Linked DNA regions of Mus musculus: region 2 is linked to region 1. The links are chromatin contacts, called in public promoter capture Hi-C maps. All regions are on one chromosome and are shown on one strand. The core of a region is the stretch at or near the end of the contact, and the rest is flanking DNA. Distances in the headings are between cores, read along the strand shown.

Evidence for each region. Capture Hi-C pulls out chosen DNA fragments and counts their contacts.
Region 2: a contact with region 1 is called in a promoter capture Hi-C map of pancreatic islet. The contact joins two enhancer-like sites. A contact is called at or near these places in 1 of 484 Hi-C or Micro-C datasets (bone marrow-derived macrophages), 2 of 115 datasets of contacts at active chromatin or transcription factors (both in embryonic stem cells) and 4 of 9 other capture datasets (adipose tissue, embryonic stem cells, liver and 1 more).

What each region holds. Positions count from the first base shown.
Region 1 is chr2:153,197,284-153,200,032 of GRCm38.p6, forward strand. Tm9sf4 (transmembrane 9 superfamily protein member 4) reads left to right here. Exons shown (of 18, transcript NM_133847.3): 13 at 1,067-1,150. Among named protein-coding and RNA genes, the nearest start is that of Tspyl3, 27 kb to the right of the region's middle. Within about 2 kb of position 1,403, at least 62 of the 459 cell types and tissues checked have an H3K27ac peak or open chromatin away from gene starts, as enhancers often do. A contact at or near this core is called in pancreatic islet, where this site is marked.
Region 2 is chr2:153,427,311-153,430,059 of GRCm38.p6, forward strand. The region is part of intron 5 of Nol4l (nucleolar protein 4-like); the gene reads right to left. Among named protein-coding and RNA genes, the nearest start is that of Asxl1, 83 kb to the left of the region's middle. Within about 2 kb of position 1,386, at least 40 of the 459 cell types and tissues checked have an H3K27ac peak or open chromatin away from gene starts, as enhancers often do. A contact at or near this core is called in pancreatic islet, where this site is marked.

The DNA of each region.
Region 1 (2,749 bases), core at 153-2,652:
CCCTCTCTGAACTTCTGGTTTCCATCTCTCCAATGGGGATAGGTGCAACATATAACCTCTGGTACACTCATACCACAAGATGTTGATGACCCACAAGAGGGCCCAAGGACAAGAACTCACAAGAGCAGTGACTAGCTATTGGATGGGAGACAGTGAGCCAAAGAAGTTAATACACAGTTTGAGTGTTAGCTTGGGCCTTGACCTCTGTGCTTAGTGACCTATCTGGATGCCTAGATCATCCCAGTGTGGAAGGATGAGACTCAAGTGTAAGCCTGGGGCCTTGGGTTTTTGTGCCTGGCCTCTAGCCTGAGAGACTGACTAGATTACATTGCGTGAAATCAGGCTTTGGAGGGTGTCTAGGTTCTAAACTCTGCTCTGCCCTTGATAAAGTGTGATCTAGAGTGGAGAGATGCCCTTATCTTTTAGTAGGGTCTCTTCTAAACCTGTCTGTAGTGAGGGTGAGGTGAGATGGTACAGGTAGAGCCCACAGTTGCCATCTTTAAGAAGCTACTAAAGCTGAACCATTATTTTAGGCAGTTGGAGTTGGAGCCTAAACGTACATATTTTCTGGCCGTTTTATTTATTTATGAAGCAAATACTTAGTGAGTAGCTGCTGTGCTGTGTGATGAGAACACAACAGAGTACAGGATTTACAGTGTAATGGGGAAACAGACATTGATCAGGCAGCAAAGCATATGCTGGTGCTCCTTGTCTCGGTGAGATTACATCTCAGTTTGATAGAGTCGGAGATGGATGTATATCTCACACGCCAAAGTTAGTGTGGTTGCTACAGAAGGCCTCTAACCGGCAGAACATCGCCAATTCAAAAGATCCTAAGTAGACCCTTTATAAGGTGACCACCATCTATAATTAGGAAGTAGGTTGAGAGCAAGGAAAAAGCAGTTACAGGGCTCTGCAAAGTCTCAGAACAGGAGGCCTGTCTTGTGTGGGATCAGAAAAGAAGCTGTGCTTAAGCAGAAACCCAAAGGAAGCCTCTGGTCCTCAGCTCCCCAAGGACCTGTGGGAAGCCAGATGCAGCTCCCCAACCTGTTCCTCTTGCTCCCAGACAGCGACACTGTATCCTGGTGTGGTTTTCGGCATCTGCTTTGTGTTGAATTGCTTCATCTGGGGAAAGCACTCATCAGGAGCAGTAAGTACCTTTCCCCGCTGCCAAGCCCCTCTCCAGCAAGGAGAGCTGGTGAGGCTCAGTCCTATTCCCTAAGGACATTTCCTGTTACTGTTCCCTTCCCTTTTCTGAGCCCCCAGAGTTCTGTTCCCAGCTGTAGGGGTTGAAGGTTGGCTGGGGTTTCCCCAGCATTGCCCATCTTATCATCTGCCTGTGCCCTGGCCCTGGCCTTTCTGCAGGCTTGGGAACAGCTGGCCACAGATGACTTCTCTAAAGGGAGGTTTCCACACTCCAGGGGCCAGTCGGGGAATTCCCCGTGGTTTAATCAAGTGAGAGCTGCCTGGTATTCGTGGAGAAGGCTCACCTCAGCATCCTGTCAGCACCAACCCAGAGTGGAGCTCCCATTAAGCCTTGAGGTTGCCAGCAGCTCCTCGGGACTCTGTGACGGAGGGAGGGTGGGGCAGGTGCTTGTTAGGGCTGCTAAGGACTCTGGATATGGTATGAGTGTAGGCTGCTGCTTTCCAGCAGCATGAACACTTCCCCCACCCTGGTATTCAAGGTGGGCTTTCTAAAGAGCACAGAGACAGTAGGAAATGAAGCAGTGGAGCCATCCAGAGGTGAATACCTACCGTGGAGGTTTTAGATGTGTACTCTTTCCATCTTTCTCCTTCAACAGAGATGTTTAAAATGAGAGTATATGATTTAAAATTTACAACGAATGATGCTTATTGTAATACTGTTCTAAACATTTAATGTCCTCTGTTTCTTATTTTTAGGTTGCATACACAGTAATACATTGCATTGCAGCATTTTACACTCTGTCACTCTGCTTTGTCACTCACTCAGTCTTTACTCACTGTCCTCTTCCTTGTCCCTGCCCCCTCTGGCTGCTCCCCTTCTTCCCCAGCTGACTCCCAACTTCTGCTTTCTTATCACATGTATTCCATTACCCTATTTCCCCTACGTGAAGATCTCTTCCTTCCTTCTAATGATCCCTCTCTAGTTTCATGAGTTACATATACACATATATAAATGTAGATACAAAAATGTTTAGTGTAGGTTCTATGTATAAGAGAAAACTTGCAGTATTTGTCTTTCAGAGTCTGGCTTATTTTAACATAACAGTTTCAAGTTCCATCCATTTCCCGCAGAGTGTTGGTATTTCCTTTTCTTCATCTTCGGTACATCCATTTCCTGGCTGTTGGGACCAGTGCAGCAGTAGAGGTGGATGTACAAGTGTCTTTGTAGTGTGCTGACTGAAAGTTCTCTGCATCTGTACCCAAGTAATAGAGCTGAGCCATGTGGGATCTGTGTTTTTACTTTATACTGGTTTCTATAGTGGCTGCACAAATTTACCCTCCCACATTAATATGTTGTTAACATACTGATTTTTGCACAAGCCTTATAGAAAATGACTTACAGAAGATGATGGGGAAGATGAAAAATATCAGTTCTAACCCCACCCCCCTTCTACAGAAGCACTGTTAGCTTTCTGTTGTAGGCTTTTCCAGACACATGCACATCCAAACACTGAATTTGGGAGCCTAGGGTGCAGCTCAGTTAGCAGAGTGCTTGCCTAGCGTGCTGGGAACCCTGAGTTCCGGCTGCAGCACTTCATGGACT
Region 2 (2,749 bases), core at 136-2,635, 230 kb after region 1:
GCCCCCTTCTCAGGCTCTATGCTTTTTTTTTTTTTTTTGGCAGAGTCTCATAAATCCCAGGCTGTCCTTAAACTAGTATTAATTGAGGATGACCTTGAATTTCCAATAGTCTTGCCTTCACCTCCCAAGTGACTGGAGATGTGCACCACCAGGGCCCAGTTTATGCAGTGCTGATGAAGGAACCCAGGCTTTTATGACTGCTAGGCAAGGACTTACCAACTGAGCCATATCATTGATCCACTCGTGTTTCTTAACACACAGCCCGTAATACTGATAGCTGAACCCACAACACATGCCTCCACAGTGCACGGGCAGGCTCAGCATCTCTGTCTTACTCTTAGGCACCCATGCCTAGGCTCTCAGTGACTCTAACCATGCAAGTGCTCGTATTTTCAAAGTAGGGTGGGGGTTGTTTGTAGAGTTTGGTGGTGGCTTTTTGTGCAGTGCTAGGAATGGAACCCAGAGCTTCATGTATGCTAGGCAAAAACATGAATTGTAACAATGTATTGTAAAGTCAGCTGCAGTGGTAGGTACATCCTATAGCCCCACTATTATAAAAGCTGAGGCAGGAGTATCAGCTCTGATTACGCATAGGAAGTTCAAGTCTAGCCTGGATTATGGAACAGGACCCTGTCTCAAAAAAGGAGATAGAGTTTCTTTTACCTAATAAACCCAATATATTTCAACAACTAGTCAGTAACATGTGTCTGTTTTCATGATAAGGCGTGTCTTCATGAGTGTGTCTTCTTGAGTGTCACACACCTCTGCACCAACCCTCAATGTTCAGCAGCTGCGAGTGAACAAAGTCTCACACAGCCCAGATCTACAGATCTTCAGGGACCCCAGGGTCCCCTGGAGAAGTTCCAAGCTACAGATAACAAGGTATTAGAGCAGGTGACCTAGGAGCTGAAACCACTTTTGCTGGTGGGCATGGACATCAAGTATGCACCAGATCTGAGTGTCAGGCTCTGGGAGTACAAATATCCCTTTATGGCAGCCTGCTCAGTAAAGGGCCAGAGGCTCCTGTGGTAGTCACCAGTCTCCCAGAGTGAGCAGCAGCACCCAGATGGCTTCACAAAGAATGCCTCAGCCTATCCCACCGTGGATCCCCCCAATACACACTGGCAAGCTATGCCCAAAGGAAATGCTCCCATATGGAACCCTTGTTGGTCTGTCTTCCCAGGCCCACCACTTTTTTTCTTTCTGCAGGCCAAGCACTAGTACTGAGAAAGACCAACTTGAAGTGCAAAGCTCTAAGTTAGGCTCCCTACAGCCTACTGTCCCCAACCCCCACAAATCGTTTGTTCTGAGCACAAGCAGTGCCACTTCAGGCTACTGTGTGTGAGTGATTCACCAGGCAGAGCCCTGCCTGGGAGCTTGTGTGTGGAGTTGGCAGGCCCCTGGCAACCCTTCCTGTCCTCCCGGAAGCTGGTCTAGGGCTGGTGCATCCTAGTCCTTAGGTCAGGGTGATGATGACAATGACAATGTGGCCCAGCTACTTCCTGGTTCCTGGGAGAGTCATCCTCAAACAACTTAGGCCAGGGTGGTACCTGCCTGGATGGCCCTACCCAGGCTCTCTTCAGCACAGCAGAGCTACCCGAGCAGAGGAGGGGATCTAGATATTGCTAGATGAGGGGAGTCTGCTGGTAGTAGGCCTAGAACCTGCCAGATGTCCCCAAGGCCAGGGCTAATCTCCCAAGTGGGGGAGGAAGGGAGTGCAGGGTGGTCTCCACCCCCCTTGCTTAGCAGTAACCTTCATCCTGATGGGCCCCAGAACTTCTCCTGCCCTAGTGTCCTTACCAGGCATCGATGGGCCCCAGTAACAGGCTCAGGGCAAGACCAAGCTCTGCCTGATCCTGTGATAAAGGAGTTTCTTGGAGCTGTCTCCAAGTTCCTCTTGTCTTTGCAGGCCAGGTCTGGCCCAGCCTAGCACTGTGCTGTTTGCAGACCAACCAGCTTGATGGACACTTTTTGTGACCCACGACTGCTTTATGGCCAACTCCTAGAAGAATTGGAACTCTTGCTGTAGTCATATGGTTGGTGCCTCAAATCAGAGCAAATAGCTCTTGCTTTACAGGGGGTGAAGAGGGCCCAGGCCTGGCTTCCAGCCTCACAAGACCTCACTTGAGACAATTACAGGGTCAGGGTGATGGACAAGATGAGGACCCACAGTGTGGGGCAGAGTAGCTCCATTTAAAAGTTCACTGTGGGCAGCGAGTGGTGTAGATTGGTTGTAGAATGCTGTCAGCCATGCACAAGGTCCTAGGTTCAATCTCCAATAATGCTGAGATTTCTTTAAAATCAAAGATGGGGCTGGAGAGATGGTCAGAGAGCTCTGGCTGCTCCGCAGAGGAACTGGATTCTATTCCCAGCACCCACACAGTGGCTCACAACTATCTGTACCTCCAGTTCCAGAAGATCTGACACCCTCTTCTGAACTCTACTGTCACCAGGCACACATGTAGTGCACAGGCATAAATGTAGGCAAACTATATATGAAATAATAAAAAGTTTTAAAAAGAAAAAAAAAAAAGAGCCCACTGTGGAGTCGGGCATGGTAGCACAGGCCTGTAGTCCCAACACTTAGGAGGCCATGAGAAGGACTGGGGGTTTAAGGCCTGCTTGAACTGCATAATGAGACACTCCTGTATCAAATAAAGAGTGTCTAAGGCCATCCCAGGAGGCTGTAGTGGGCGCCACTCCTCTGGGTGATAGTAACCAGAGCATTGTCCAATCATGAGGACTGAGT